Regions from separate parts of the Mus musculus genome. Here region 2 is linked to region 1. Evidence: chromatin contacts called from public ChIA-PET data. All regions are on one chromosome and are shown on one strand. Each heading gives the region's core, a stretch centred on a gene start, on an enhancer-like site or on the middle of the called end of the contact. The rest is flanking DNA. Distances are from core to core; before and after follow the strand shown.

Evidence for each region. ChIA-PET counts read pairs in DNA pulled down with a chosen protein or histone mark.
Region 2: a contact with region 1 is called in an H3K27ac ChIA-PET map of liver, with 9 times the contacts expected there. The contact joins two enhancer-like sites. A contact is called at or near these places in 10 of 484 Hi-C or Micro-C datasets (cerebral cortex, embryonic stem cells, liver and 3 more) and 2 of 115 datasets of contacts at active chromatin or transcription factors (embryonic stem cells and liver).

The regions. Positions count from the first base shown.
Region 1 is chr8:8,865,956-8,869,048 of GRCm38.p6, reverse strand. No RefSeq gene overlaps it. Among named protein-coding and RNA genes, the nearest start is that of Gm39127, 140 kb to the right of the region's middle. Within about 2 kb of position 1,433, at least 6 of the 459 cell types and tissues checked have an H3K27ac peak or open chromatin away from gene starts, as enhancers often do. A contact at or near this core is called in liver, where this site is marked.
Region 2 is chr8:8,993,384-8,996,597 of GRCm38.p6, reverse strand. No RefSeq gene overlaps it. Among named protein-coding and RNA genes, the nearest start is that of 4933430N04Rik, 140 kb to the left of the region's middle. Within about 2 kb of position 1,872, at least 105 of the 459 cell types and tissues checked have an H3K27ac peak or open chromatin away from gene starts, as enhancers often do. A contact at or near this core is called in liver, where this site is marked.

The DNA.
Region 1 (3,093 bases), core at 184-2,683:
CTAGGTAAGCAACCACAGGTGCTCACTGCATAAAATACATATAGTGCAGATATTATTAAAGACTCATTTGGAAGCCAACAGCGTTGACAGACTATTATGGAGGTGCTTAGAGATGCACGCACTTGGAACATACTCGCAGTTATTATTCAGCAAGGGGATTCTCAGGAACTGCTTTCTCCCCTGAACGTTTTATTTTTTTCTTTAAAATATGTGTGTGTATATCATGCTTTTAAATCAAATGTTATATTTTATAATATTTTCCTGCTTAGAATATGAAACTGCTATAATATTTTTTCAGAAAAGAAAATCCTTTCACTAATGCCAAACATTTCGTCATCTGGTTTTTCTAAGAACACCAAATTAATGTGGATAATAACTAGTACACATTCAAAATCAGTTGCTTTAATAAAAACCACAAGAATTATTTGGTTATGCTGCTTTCTATGGTATGGATTGTCTAAATGTTTTTTTGTGATCCACTGATGGTAAACAACCAATCTGAAGGAGTCAAACATCTTAGAACTTCTTTGTAGACACTGTCAACACACCTTTGTCTCTGTCGCCTTGGATACCTCAGTACACATGGACACACCCACAGGTCTACAGCTCCTCAAATCTCATCTCTTAAAGCTTACTTTCAGAGCTCCGAGTGTTTAAGTACAATATAAAAGCAGCCTGCATTGGAGAAAACAATGGGAATTTTCTTCTGCATTAGCAGTAATTCTCTCTGAAAGGCTAAGGATTCTTAAAAATGGTATTTATCCATCCGTTGAGCTTGCTGCTTTACTTTGACAAATGTTAAGTACAAAAATATAAACCCAAATCACATGATTATGAAACACCAAACCATAACTCGCTCATCAGGTTCGTAGGAAGAAGCTGAGTTTCCACAACGTGTTCCGCAGAAGCAGAGGCTGCCCAGCAGAGGCTGCTGGGGAGGAACAAGCAGCCTTCCTTTGCCTCCTGCAGGCATGTGAAGCCTTGGTTTCCTCTCCCTCCTGCAGGCCCATGAAGCCTCAGTTTCCAGATACTTATGGGCTTCCGTTCGCCCAGATATGGCTCTGCAAAACAATGCTCTGTGAAGGACAACCGAGGAGAGAGAAAGATGAGGCCCTCTGTCTGCTAATGTCCCGTGCTAAGTTCTTTTTCAATTTCACTTTAATGACAATGCGACACCCATCTCAAACATGAGAAGGACAGAACTACCCACCCCAGTGTCCCACTCTGTGAGTTTGCTGTTCCCCCCTCCCCATCCCTCTCCTTGATTTGCCTTTATTTTTTTAGTATGTCACACACACAAATGATTGTTAATATCCTCTCTGCAAATGGACTTCTAGCTACATTTATTTCTCTTTGGCTAATAGTTTGCAGTAGGCAGGCATGCAACCATAAAAAAAATATAATCTTTAATCTTAAGGGCTTCCTGTCCAGGAAGGCAGCGAGGCAGACCAAGTGGCACCAGGCAAACAGCGTGACCTGCAGTGGCTCTCGGCATTGAGTAAACAGCCATGATTGAGAGTTACCTTTTGTAGCAAGGCTCTCCATGGCCCAGTGGCCGAAACAGTCATCTTGTATACCCCAAAATGTCTCTTTGCCTCCCCATCGCTGGGAATGAAATGAAACTTGTTTTGTAGGGGAAATGTGCTGGAGTGTCGAATTTCCTTGTTGGGCTAAAGATGCAGTCTCGTCATCCCTCCCTCATGTGTACCTCCGGTGGAATGAGGCAGCAGTGTTTTAACCAGTCTGCTGTTTCCTCTTTACATTCTGGGGTCCAGACACTTCAACCTCCATGCTTCCCTGGCAGCTTCTCTGGGCTCTAGAAACACCCTTGTCTACTCCACAGCTCAAACAGCCTAGCTGCACATAGCCACCCGTGCCTGGGTTTGCAACCACACCAATGCTGGACTCCCCTCTCTCCTTAGCACCTTAGTTTCTTGCTCTCTCCTTTGCCCAGGAGACCTAAGGGCTCCTCTGGAAATGATGGGCTGTAAAAGTGGAAAAGTTAAAGATCTTCCCCAATTTCTCATATATCTGATTTCCAACTTCCCGCACCCGAGGTCCCAAGAACAAATCTAGGACATAGAGTGCTTTGGAAGTCACCTTCCTGTCAGTGAGATGCCGTATCTTACCCTGTTGTCTTTGCTCCTTGGCAGAAGGAAACGCTATCCTTTAGCTGGGGAACTACAGAAGAGGGTTATTAGAAATGAGTTCACTGACCTCTTATTTTTTTTTTCTTTTTAATGCTGGCTGAATATGGAGGGATAGGAAATACACTTATGTGTAAAGAAACACATACGAACAGTTCTCCAGGAAAACTGGACGATGGAAGACCTGGAAATATCTTAAGCTCATGTTGACATGAAAAAGGAGCACAAGAAAAACATGAAATCTACATGTCTTCACATCATCACCCATGCACTGTGCTGAGAACACACGCTTCCATCTTCTGACTCAAACCAACTATGTGAGAGGCTTTGCATATCCCCAGGAGCCCATGCTGTTCTGTGAGCTCAAACCCTCCTCTTACTTCTATGATGAACATCACACGCATGTGATATCTAAATGAATTGCTCCCCTTTAAAACACTGTCTTTTTCATATCCTGTTTTCCCATCTTTTCAAACTGTTTGGTATGAATAACATATCCTAAAGGCTTCCCAGATGTGTTCATCATCAATTAAGCTATGTGGACATCAGTGAACTTCCTCTTGTAAAACTTCTACCAAGATAAATGAAATAATGTCAGTGTCCAACAGTCCATCCTGAACACATACATGTAACATTATACAGACCAAACAGGTTTAGAAATATATGGGCTAGAGAGTTGGCTCAGCAGGTGAAGGCACTGACTATTCTTCCAAAGAGCTACAGTTAGATTCCCAGCACTCATTTAGCATCTCACAGCTATCAGTACTCTAGATCCAGGGTCCTGAGACATGTTTATTCAGGCAAAATGCCCAGACATATAAAAAAATAATTTTGAAAAGGCTGGGTGTGGTGGCGCAGCACACGACAGAGATCTCAGCATTCAGATATCTGAGCTCAAGGTCAGCTTGGTCTACATAGTGAGTTCCAGGATAGCCAGAACTACAAA
Region 2 (3,214 bases), core at 623-3,122, 130 kb before region 1:
CTCCAAGGAGATCTAATACCTTCTCTGACCTCAGTAGGCACCTGCACATACATGGGGTACATTTTCACACACACACACACAGACAGAGGAATGCAAGGGTAAACAAAGGTAAATCTTTACAACCATGTCTTTAAAAAGAAAAGAAGGATACAGACAACACCAGGAAATGCCCCTTAGAGACAAATGACCTGTTCTCTGGCCTTCTCCATGGTCTGCCTGCTTCTGCTATGATTCAAAGCAACTCTGAGGTAGCTCGCAGCCCCTTCTGGGAGACAGAATTAGTGTCTTGTCTATGAATATTTCCATTTTGCTGTGAAGCAGAACTTACCTGCACATCCCCTAGAACCTGGTCAAGTCAAACTGAATCCACCGTATGTATTCACTAAGAAGGAAATGCCTGCTCCCCTAAGAGGGAAACCATCTATTTGGTGGCTTCTTCCCAAGACAAAAGTGGGTCTCAAATACCACCCGTTTCCAAGCGAGTCAAAGAGCAACTCAAGGTTCTCTAATGTATACAGATCTGAAAGCCTGTCTGAGATCCCACCGGTTCTAGACAGTTTAAACCTCCAAGATGGTTCACAGAAACTCAGCAAAAGTTGTGAGTGCCCCCCCACCCCCGTGAGTGCCACCCCTGCGGAGGTAAACAAGTGGGATCTATATTTTCAACTGATCTGAACCTGAATCTCCCTGGGTCTCTGTCAATAGCAAGGATTCTTGCTGGGCAACTGCAACCTTCAGCAGAAGCTACGTCCCTGGCCTCAGGATGTATTCTCAGATGCCCAAGCTGGGTTCTCCTTGATGGAGTCCTTAGAACAAATGCTCTCTCTTCCTCCCATCCCCGCAAACCCCTGCACTTCAATCAGAGGAACCAGGAGACTCCAAAGTGCCTTTCACACACCAGCGCCTCGGTGGACTGAGCCTGTGGTTGGAACTCTTTCATCTGCCCGCCTCCTGGAGGAGATTCTCTAATTGATAATGAATTCCTAGGGGGGTGGGGGTGGGGGATACGTGATTTCAGGCTGTAAATTAATAACTCCTTCCAAAGCATAGCACCCAGTTTTTAAAAATAATATTATCTACTACATGGTATGGGTAAATTTTCACAGTAAACTATTCCTAAGAAAGCAAATTTATGATAAGAAAAATTATAATGATTTTTAGTTTGATAGTGCATACTCGAGCAAGTCAATAATTGTAGCGACCTACTTTTCTAAAATATGAAAACCCCACATGTGTTGTCTCAGGCAATTTGTTGAGTTTCAAATTATTTCAAACTGGGAGCCTATATGTAGGGCAGGTGTCTCTTAAATCCCAAATCATGGGTTGCGTGCTGATGCTTGCCTTCAAAGCTTGGGGGTATTTAGGAAAAAAAAATAGTAACAGCAGTGTTGAGAGGAGGGAGGGAGAGAGGAAGAGAGGGAAAGCCGGGAACTGAGGAGAGAAGATGTGGAGGAGGGAGAGGAGGGCAGAGCGGAAGGAGTTAGAGTGGGGGAAGGGAGGCGGAGCAAGGAACAGATTCATTTCCTGGACCACCTTAAAAGCGTTCTTGGTGTTTTAAGCAACCCACAGGCAAGATCCCGGTTAAAGACTGGTGCTAAATCTTTGAATCAATTAATCAGGAGCCTGCGCAGAGCCACCCTACCCAGCTGCATGGACGGCCCGCAACTCCGGGCTGGGGATTCACCAGTTTGCCTCTGTGGCTGCCCTATTGTCGCGCTTGAAAAGAACATTCCCACAGTGCTGGCTCTAAAAACAATAAACATCGTATGTAAAAAGAAATGACATAACCTTGGCACTGATAAGGAGCGTTTCCCAGGGCTGCGGGGACTGTCTCGGGAGGGGCGACAGGCCACCCCCACTCTGGGGCCTGGGAGGAAGTGTCCAAGGAGGCCTGCTGGGGCCCTTGGGCTGTCCCAGCACAAAGAGCTAGGAGTGGGCAGGTCCCTCCCAGCCTCTGGAAAATCAATCTAAGGAAGTCTGATGCCATGGAACGGTTTCCTGTCCACTGTGTGGGAAATCTAGCTGAGTGCAAGCGCTGGTAACAATGGGACAATATATTATAATAAACAGGAAAAATAGCATTGGCCACGGAAATCAATAGCCTGAGTTCACCAGGCATTCATAAGATTGACAAGTGAATAAATTAAAACCAAAAGGTTAGCACACTGAAAGAGAAGTTAATTTTATGTCCGCCCTGGAGCCCCCTCTTTTGAGGCGCAAATTAAGACTGTGTATAATAAAATGAACATAAAGTCTCGAATTTAAAATAAAGCCTTCCTTAGGACTTACATGGTTAGACAAGCAGAGATTCCTTTACAGGCTCCCCCATGCATGGGTAGTCTCAGTCAGGCTGCATTTGCAACCCCCTCCACAGCGTGACCAAAGACTTATTTAAAGAAATTTCTTGCTTTAAATAAACCTGCTCTCAGCAGCCAACTGTTCCTCCAGGAAGTGATGGGACACCCCAATTCACTGTAGAGGCTTACCCAAGCAGAACCGAATGGAGCAGCCTGCACGCTGCTCTTTAATTTAAAGGAGAGAGGAAAAAGCCACTCGAGGCTCCTCCAAACCCCCAAATAATTATAAACAAGAGAACGTAACTGACTCTAGAGCCCACCTGGGTTAAACAAACAGATCAGCTCACAGTCTTCTGGCTTTGTAGCAGCTTCCCTTTCTTAAAAATGTTTTTAAGTTTGGGCTGTCTCTTAAGCCATAAAACTGCTTTAATTAGAATTCACCCGTGAGCATGGCTTGTGATAAAGTGTTCAATGTACCAAATTCCTTCTGATTACTAATAAAGACACAGCCTTGTTGGGCTGGTGGAGCCACGGGCTGAGGGTTTTTGAGACAATTAATTCTCATCCGGGTTCTGCAGCTGAGTTTCACTACAGGTTTGTTTCTCTAAGTGTGGATCTACCCCAGTTTCTGAGCATTTGTTTGATCATATCAGAGTGCAGTAAACAAGTCTCTGGCGGCAGGTGAGCTATTCCATGGACTATCAAGTTTGACTCAAAAACCGCGGGGAAGTTTTGCTGGGCTTTGAAGATGCTCTGGGGTCATCCCTGGTTTCTCCTGTTTTGTTTGACTGTAGCAGTTTCTGCCCAGGGAGGAGCACTGATGGAATCTATTGTTTAGGGAGTTTGAATGGTTTAGTCTTCAGTATATATTAACTAACCAAGGAGGTGCTGGACACATGACGGTGGATTTATGAAAC